Linked DNA regions of Anser cygnoides: region 1 is linked to region 2. Evidence: chromatin contacts called from public Hi-C data. All regions are on one chromosome and are shown on one strand. The core of a region is the stretch at or near the end of the contact, and the rest is flanking DNA. Distances in the headings are between cores, read along the strand shown.

Region 1 (2,700 bases), core at 179-2,678, 900 kb before region 2:
CACCTGACAATTAGCGAGGTGCTGAGGTCTTGCCCTACCTACAGTACTGATGCTTCACGTAGATGTTTGCCGCTTTGCATCTGATTTCCGGACGCGCACATGTCAGAGATCGGCATCTTTTTGTCTTCAAGTACCGAAAGCCCACGTTGGTGCAACCTCAAACCAAGATAGGTATGGATCTGTATTTAAGTGGCAGCTTTAAGCCAAGAAAATCAAGGCTGTTTCAACAGTTATAGAATACCTTTATCCAAATAACTTACCCTTTGAAAAAAAACGTTTATTAGAATATCCCTCACCCTGCTGGAGCTATTTAACTTTCACGCTGTCCTCCTGGAACTGTAGCCTTGCTTTTTTACAGCCGAATAGCTGCTCAGCACCACTAGTACTGCTAAGACAACGCGGAGGCACGCAGAAGTCCCAGAACTGGACACGTTCTGTATGACATGAACGGGAGTATCCCTGCCTTTCATACCAGGAACTGCCGAGCGATGTGCAACCCTTTGGGACCGAGAGGCACTCCAGAAAGCGTGCGGGGGCGAGGGAATAGCGGAGCTTTCTAGGAACCGGCAGCGAAACGTGCCACTGACGTCAGTGGGGCTGGGGTCTCACCCACGGCCTGACAGCAAAACCTCACGGGGAGAGAGGAGGGGGAGAAGAAGGCAAGGAGCAAAACTTCCCAAGCGTTGGGACGGCTGGAGCTGGGTTTCCCCAGCAGAGGAGGGTGTACGGGGACCGCGGGCAGGGGGCCAGCAGGGCAGCGGTACCTTGTAGCTGGGCCGAGAGGGACTCCTGATGCTGCTGGTACTTGAGCGCCGTGGCCTCAGCCTTCCTCAGCTGGCTCTGCAGCTCGTAGTACAGCATGGCCCCGTAGATGAAGCCGAACACCACGGTCAAGAGCAGAAGGGTCTGGAAAATCCGCTTCTGTTTTCGGGAGCACATCCCGTTGCCCATGTCCCCCGGCGGGGTCCCGAGGGCCCCCCGCCCCTCACGGCTCAGCGGCGGGCGGCTGGAGGCGGCGGACGACGAGGCGGAGACATGGGAGGGAGGGCCGGAGGGAGGGCCGGAGGGGCCGGGAGGGCGCCTCAGCCCCGGGGCACCGCCGCGACGCCCGGGCCGTTCTCCTCCTGCCGGCGGGCCCGGCGCGGCGAGGCGGAGCGGGGCCGGCGCCCCAGCCGCATGCTGCGGCCGCGGGGCTCTGAGGGGCTGCGAGGGGCTCTCCGGAGGGGGCTGCCCCCGGCCGGCTCGTCCCAGCCCCCGGCGCTGGGTCCGGGCTGAAGCGGGGCCGCGGGATCCCCGGCGCCCACCTCCTCAGGCGCCCCCTATCCTTGAGGCCGGCCCCGCCGCCGCCACCCGAGGGGAACAAAGGCAGCTCCCCCTGCCCCTCACTTACGTGTCGCCGCCGCTGCCCCGCCGCCGCCGGCTCCCCGGAGGAAGTCCCGCTCCGGGCGCCGCCTCATTGGGCCCGGCCGCGGCTCTCTCCCCTCCCTTCGGGGAGGCAGCGGCTGAGCGCATTGGGTGCCCGCCGCGTCCGTCCGGCCCGCCCGGGGCAGCAGCGCCCGCAGCCCGCAGCGAGCCCTGTGAGGGGAGCGGGGCGCCGGGAGTGGGGGCTCCCAGAGCGCCCGGCTTAGAATCTGAGAATCCCGGACTCCTTATGGCTGGAAAAACCCTCCAAGATCACCTGGTCCAACCGCCCGCCTACCACCAATGTCACCCACTAAACCATGTCCCTAAGCACCACGTCCAACCTCGCCTTCAACATCCCCAGGGACGGGGACTCCACCACCTCCCTGGGCAACCCGTCCCAACGCCTGGCTGCTCTTTCTGAGAAGAAATGTCTCCTCATTTCCAACCTGAACCTCCCCTGGCACAACTTGAGGCCATTCCCTCTGGTCCTATCACTCGTTACCTGTGAGAAGAGGCCGACCCCCAGCTCCCCACACCTTCCTTTCAGGTAGATGTAGACAGCAATAAGGTCTCCCCTGAGCCTCCTCTTCTCCAGACCAAACAACCCCAGTTCCCTTAGCTGCTCCTCATATTTATTTCTCTCGGTCATCCCGTGCCTTTATTTTTGTCTGCAGGCTGCTGATCGCACCCGGGAGGTGCTGCCCTCACCATGCTTGGCCTTTTCCTTCGCTCAGAGTCTTGCTCGGGCCACTGCTGGATTATTAGGTCAGGTACACGGCATGGCTGTGTGTGTACCCTGCTCCCAAATGCCACTGTCATGCGTAAAGAGGTGAGGAGGGTTTTATGGGATTTATCCTTCACCAGCATGATGTCAGAGTTCTTCATGCTACTGTATTTTATCAGCAAGAAAAAGAAAAACCTGCTCGTCTCAAGCTAAACTAGTAGTATTAACAAAAAATGAAAGACATATTCCAAAGTTCTTTTTATAAACATATCCAGCTCACTGATCTGTGTTTTTCACAGGCATTGTTCTGGCCTTAAAAGAAAAACAACATAAAAGAGGTTTAAAATTTTGTTATTAAAATATTCTACATCTACCAGTAATGAATAGCAGCCGGTACTACAAGCTGGCGTGGCTTCTGTCTAAATATATTTCAAATTTTTATTCATTGTCTTTTAATTTAACTGAATGCCTTGCTTTCCTAATTATAAGATAGAGGACTTGTTCAAAACTGAGAGGTAAGCACCCAGGAAGTATTTGTAATTGCTTTGAAATAGCGATGCTTTTAAAAAATT
Region 2 (2,700 bases), core at 46-2,545:
GGGGGTGGGCTGCTTCTCACCTCCCCAGCCGGTCGCCGATCCAGCCCACGGTGAAGGAGGAGACCATGCCGCCGATGGCGAACACGGACACGGAGAGGGACCAGTACATGGTGAGGACGTGCGGGGAGGCGGCGAGGTCCTCGGGGGGCGCGAGCGTCCCCTCAGCGCTGCCCCCAGCCTCTGTGCCGGGGACGGTGCCGGGGATGGTGCTGGGGATGGTGCTGGGGATGGTGCTGGGGATGGCGCCGTCCTCCCCGGAGGTGTTGGTGGCCTGTCTGTCCAGGGGGACGATGCCCAGCACGCGCGCGTAGTGGGCTTCTATCACCTGCAAAGAGGAAAAACGCCGTCGGCTCACGTCTATAACCCCCCCCCCGGCTGTGTTTTGGGGTGTTTTCGTGACACCCAGGCCCCCAGCCCTGCAGCCCGGCTCGGCGCTTACCTTCTGGGGCGCGTTGATGACGCCCAGGCTGTAGCCGTACTGGAAGAAGCCCAGCACCGCGGTGAAGACGGAGAGGACCAGCGTTCCCGTGAGGTGCTGCCGAGGGAGCAGAGAACAGCCTCAGCCCCTGCCCTGCCCCAGGACCCCCCCCCGGGATCCCGGTGAGCCCTCGGGGTCACTCCAGCTGGCTCCCAAAGAGAAGGGAGAGCCCAGGGGCAGGCAGGACGCGGTGCTGCCCCACATACAGCGACCCGTGCCCACCGCCCTGCTGGTCCCTGGGGGCTTTCTGGGGGCCGGCAGCAGGAAGGGGCACAGCAGCGCTGCTGGAGCAGAGCAGCTAGGAAAAAAAACAGCCAAGACTTTGTTTTTCAGCAGTCCCGTTTCAAATACCTTCTCCCTCCGTCGCGGTTGAAATTATCCCGTAAGGTGACAAAGTTCTTAAAAATAACAGAAAATAATCCCTTGGCCCCTTTGCCCCTGCTCTGTACACAAACATCACAGGCCAGATAACTAAGGGGGAAAATTTTGTTGGTTTTGGTCTTAGCGGGCAATAAATACCACCCCCGGGTGCTGGTTTCCCTCAGAAATTCCAGTGCACAGACGGTGCTGAGCCGTGGTTACCTTCTCTGCTTGCATTTTGCTTTTCTTGTCCATCCCTCGGCTCCTCCGCTGCCCTCCCGGCTCTGTCCTGGGCTGCGGAGCGGGGCGAGGGCTCGGTGCAGGAGGAGGGACAGCGGGAGCAGCAAAGCGGTTTGTGCTGCGGGAGATGGGGCTATATCACCTCCGGGGTTAATGAGAAACCCGTCTTCCCAACACTTATATCCTCCGTCTGACCAGCCCAGAGCCGTCACTGCCAATCCCCTGAAATTTTGGGGGGGGACAAACGAAAGAACGGGACACCCCCCGAAGACAGGGGGTGAGACCTGGGAAATCCAGCCGGCAGGCTGAGTTTTGATTTCTGGCCGTCCCCGCGGCACCGGGATGTGGCGTGCGGGGGGCTTGGGGACGTGCCGCAGCCGGGCTCTGGGTGTGCTGCACCCGTCTTGGCTTCCACGGGGGATTCGTTTGCCGAACCCCCAAACTCCTCGCTGAACTTTAGCCAGAAGGAACCTTTCCAGCACGTGTAGCAAAGATGCTAGAAAACGAGTGCTTTATTTAAACATCACTTGGCACCTGCTCTGAAATAGCTTTGTGTGCGTGCATAACGTGCACACAGAGGACACGCAAACCCAGATGCGTGCGGGTCTCTCTCCGCAGGCACAGACCTGCAGCCACCGCCGTGCCCTGCTGGTGCGCAGCCGTACACCCGGGCAGCCGGGGAAGGAGAGTGCCGTAGGCGTGCACGGGGACACAACACAGCAAAGCGGCCCAGAAACCATCACAACGCCATCCCTTTTCGTGCGCCGTGCTGCCGATGCTGTCGGGTATCGCCGCCCTGCTGCGGGCACTTGCCGAACTTTGCACAGCGATGCAAAAATCTGGTCTGAGCTGGTCTCGGGCGCGGGCACTGCCATCATCAGCTGGCAATGGATGCAGCATCCAGCGGAGGCACGCCAAGGCCTGACTCAGCCCCGGAGGTGATTAATTCCACTGCCTCCCAGGTGAGCTTTCACAGCTGCCAGCCAAGGAAAGGCGAGTGAGTCACCGACGGCGCTCAGGCAGCCTTCACATGGGCGCTACATGCACCTTCTACGGAGGAAGAGGAAAAAAAAAAAAAAAACGAGGAGAAAAAGACCACTAATCTTTGCTCTGGTCTCAGAGTAAAACTTTAACCCGGGGCAAAGTGTTCGCTGCATTCCTGTGCGCATTGATTGCAGCCCCACCGGCTGCAGGGGCCGAGCTTTTGTGGGACCCGGGAAACTGCAGGGCTGAGCCCCCTCCCACGTCCCTGCTTGGGGTGCGTGAGGTGAGGAAAGCGATAGGGTCACCGGTGGGGTGTGGATGACAGGAAACACCAAAAAAAAGAGAGCGGGGCGGTGCTGGGGTACCCAGCGCTGTGGTGCCCGCCGCCAGAGACTTGCCCCTGGGCAAAGCTTTAATTAAATCCATTAACGCACGTGTTTAGCTCCTGGTGACGCTGTCACAGCCCAGCCCGTGTGTTTTTCTGAACTGGGCTCTGGATGTGGCCGTGTCGCCTTGCGCGGGTTAGCAGGGGGCAGCTCAAGGCTGGCTTGCAGGTGGGAAAGGTTGGTTGGTGTGCAAACCCAGGGCCGGTGTGTAAACCCAGGGCTGTTGTATAAATCCAGAGCTGGTGTGTAGAC

What was found. A called contact is a pair of places that touch in the nucleus more often than the background predicts.
Region 1: a contact with region 2 is called in a Hi-C map of liver, with 2.1 times the contacts expected there. The contact joins the promoter of GOLIM4 here to the promoter of SLC2A2 in region 2. A contact is called at or near these places in 2 of 7 Hi-C or Micro-C datasets (both in liver).

Annotation. Positions count from the first base shown.
Region 1 is chr9:22,912,022-22,914,721 of Taihu_goose_T2T_genome, reverse strand. GOLIM4 (golgi integral membrane protein 4) reads right to left here and starts at 1,428. Exons shown (of 15, transcript XM_013174659.3): 1 at 765-1,428. The coding sequence starts at 951. LOC106032155 (multiple epidermal growth factor-like domains protein 6) reads left to right here and starts at 1,588. Exons shown (of 40, transcript XR_010833610.1): 1 at 1,588-1,951; 2 at 2,079-2,233.
Region 2 is chr9:22,009,889-22,012,588 of Taihu_goose_T2T_genome, reverse strand. SLC2A2 (solute carrier family 2 member 2) reads right to left here and starts at 1,295. Exons shown (of 11, transcript XM_048059337.2): 1 at 1,061-1,295; 2 at 440-535; 3 at 21-325. The coding sequence starts at 1,093.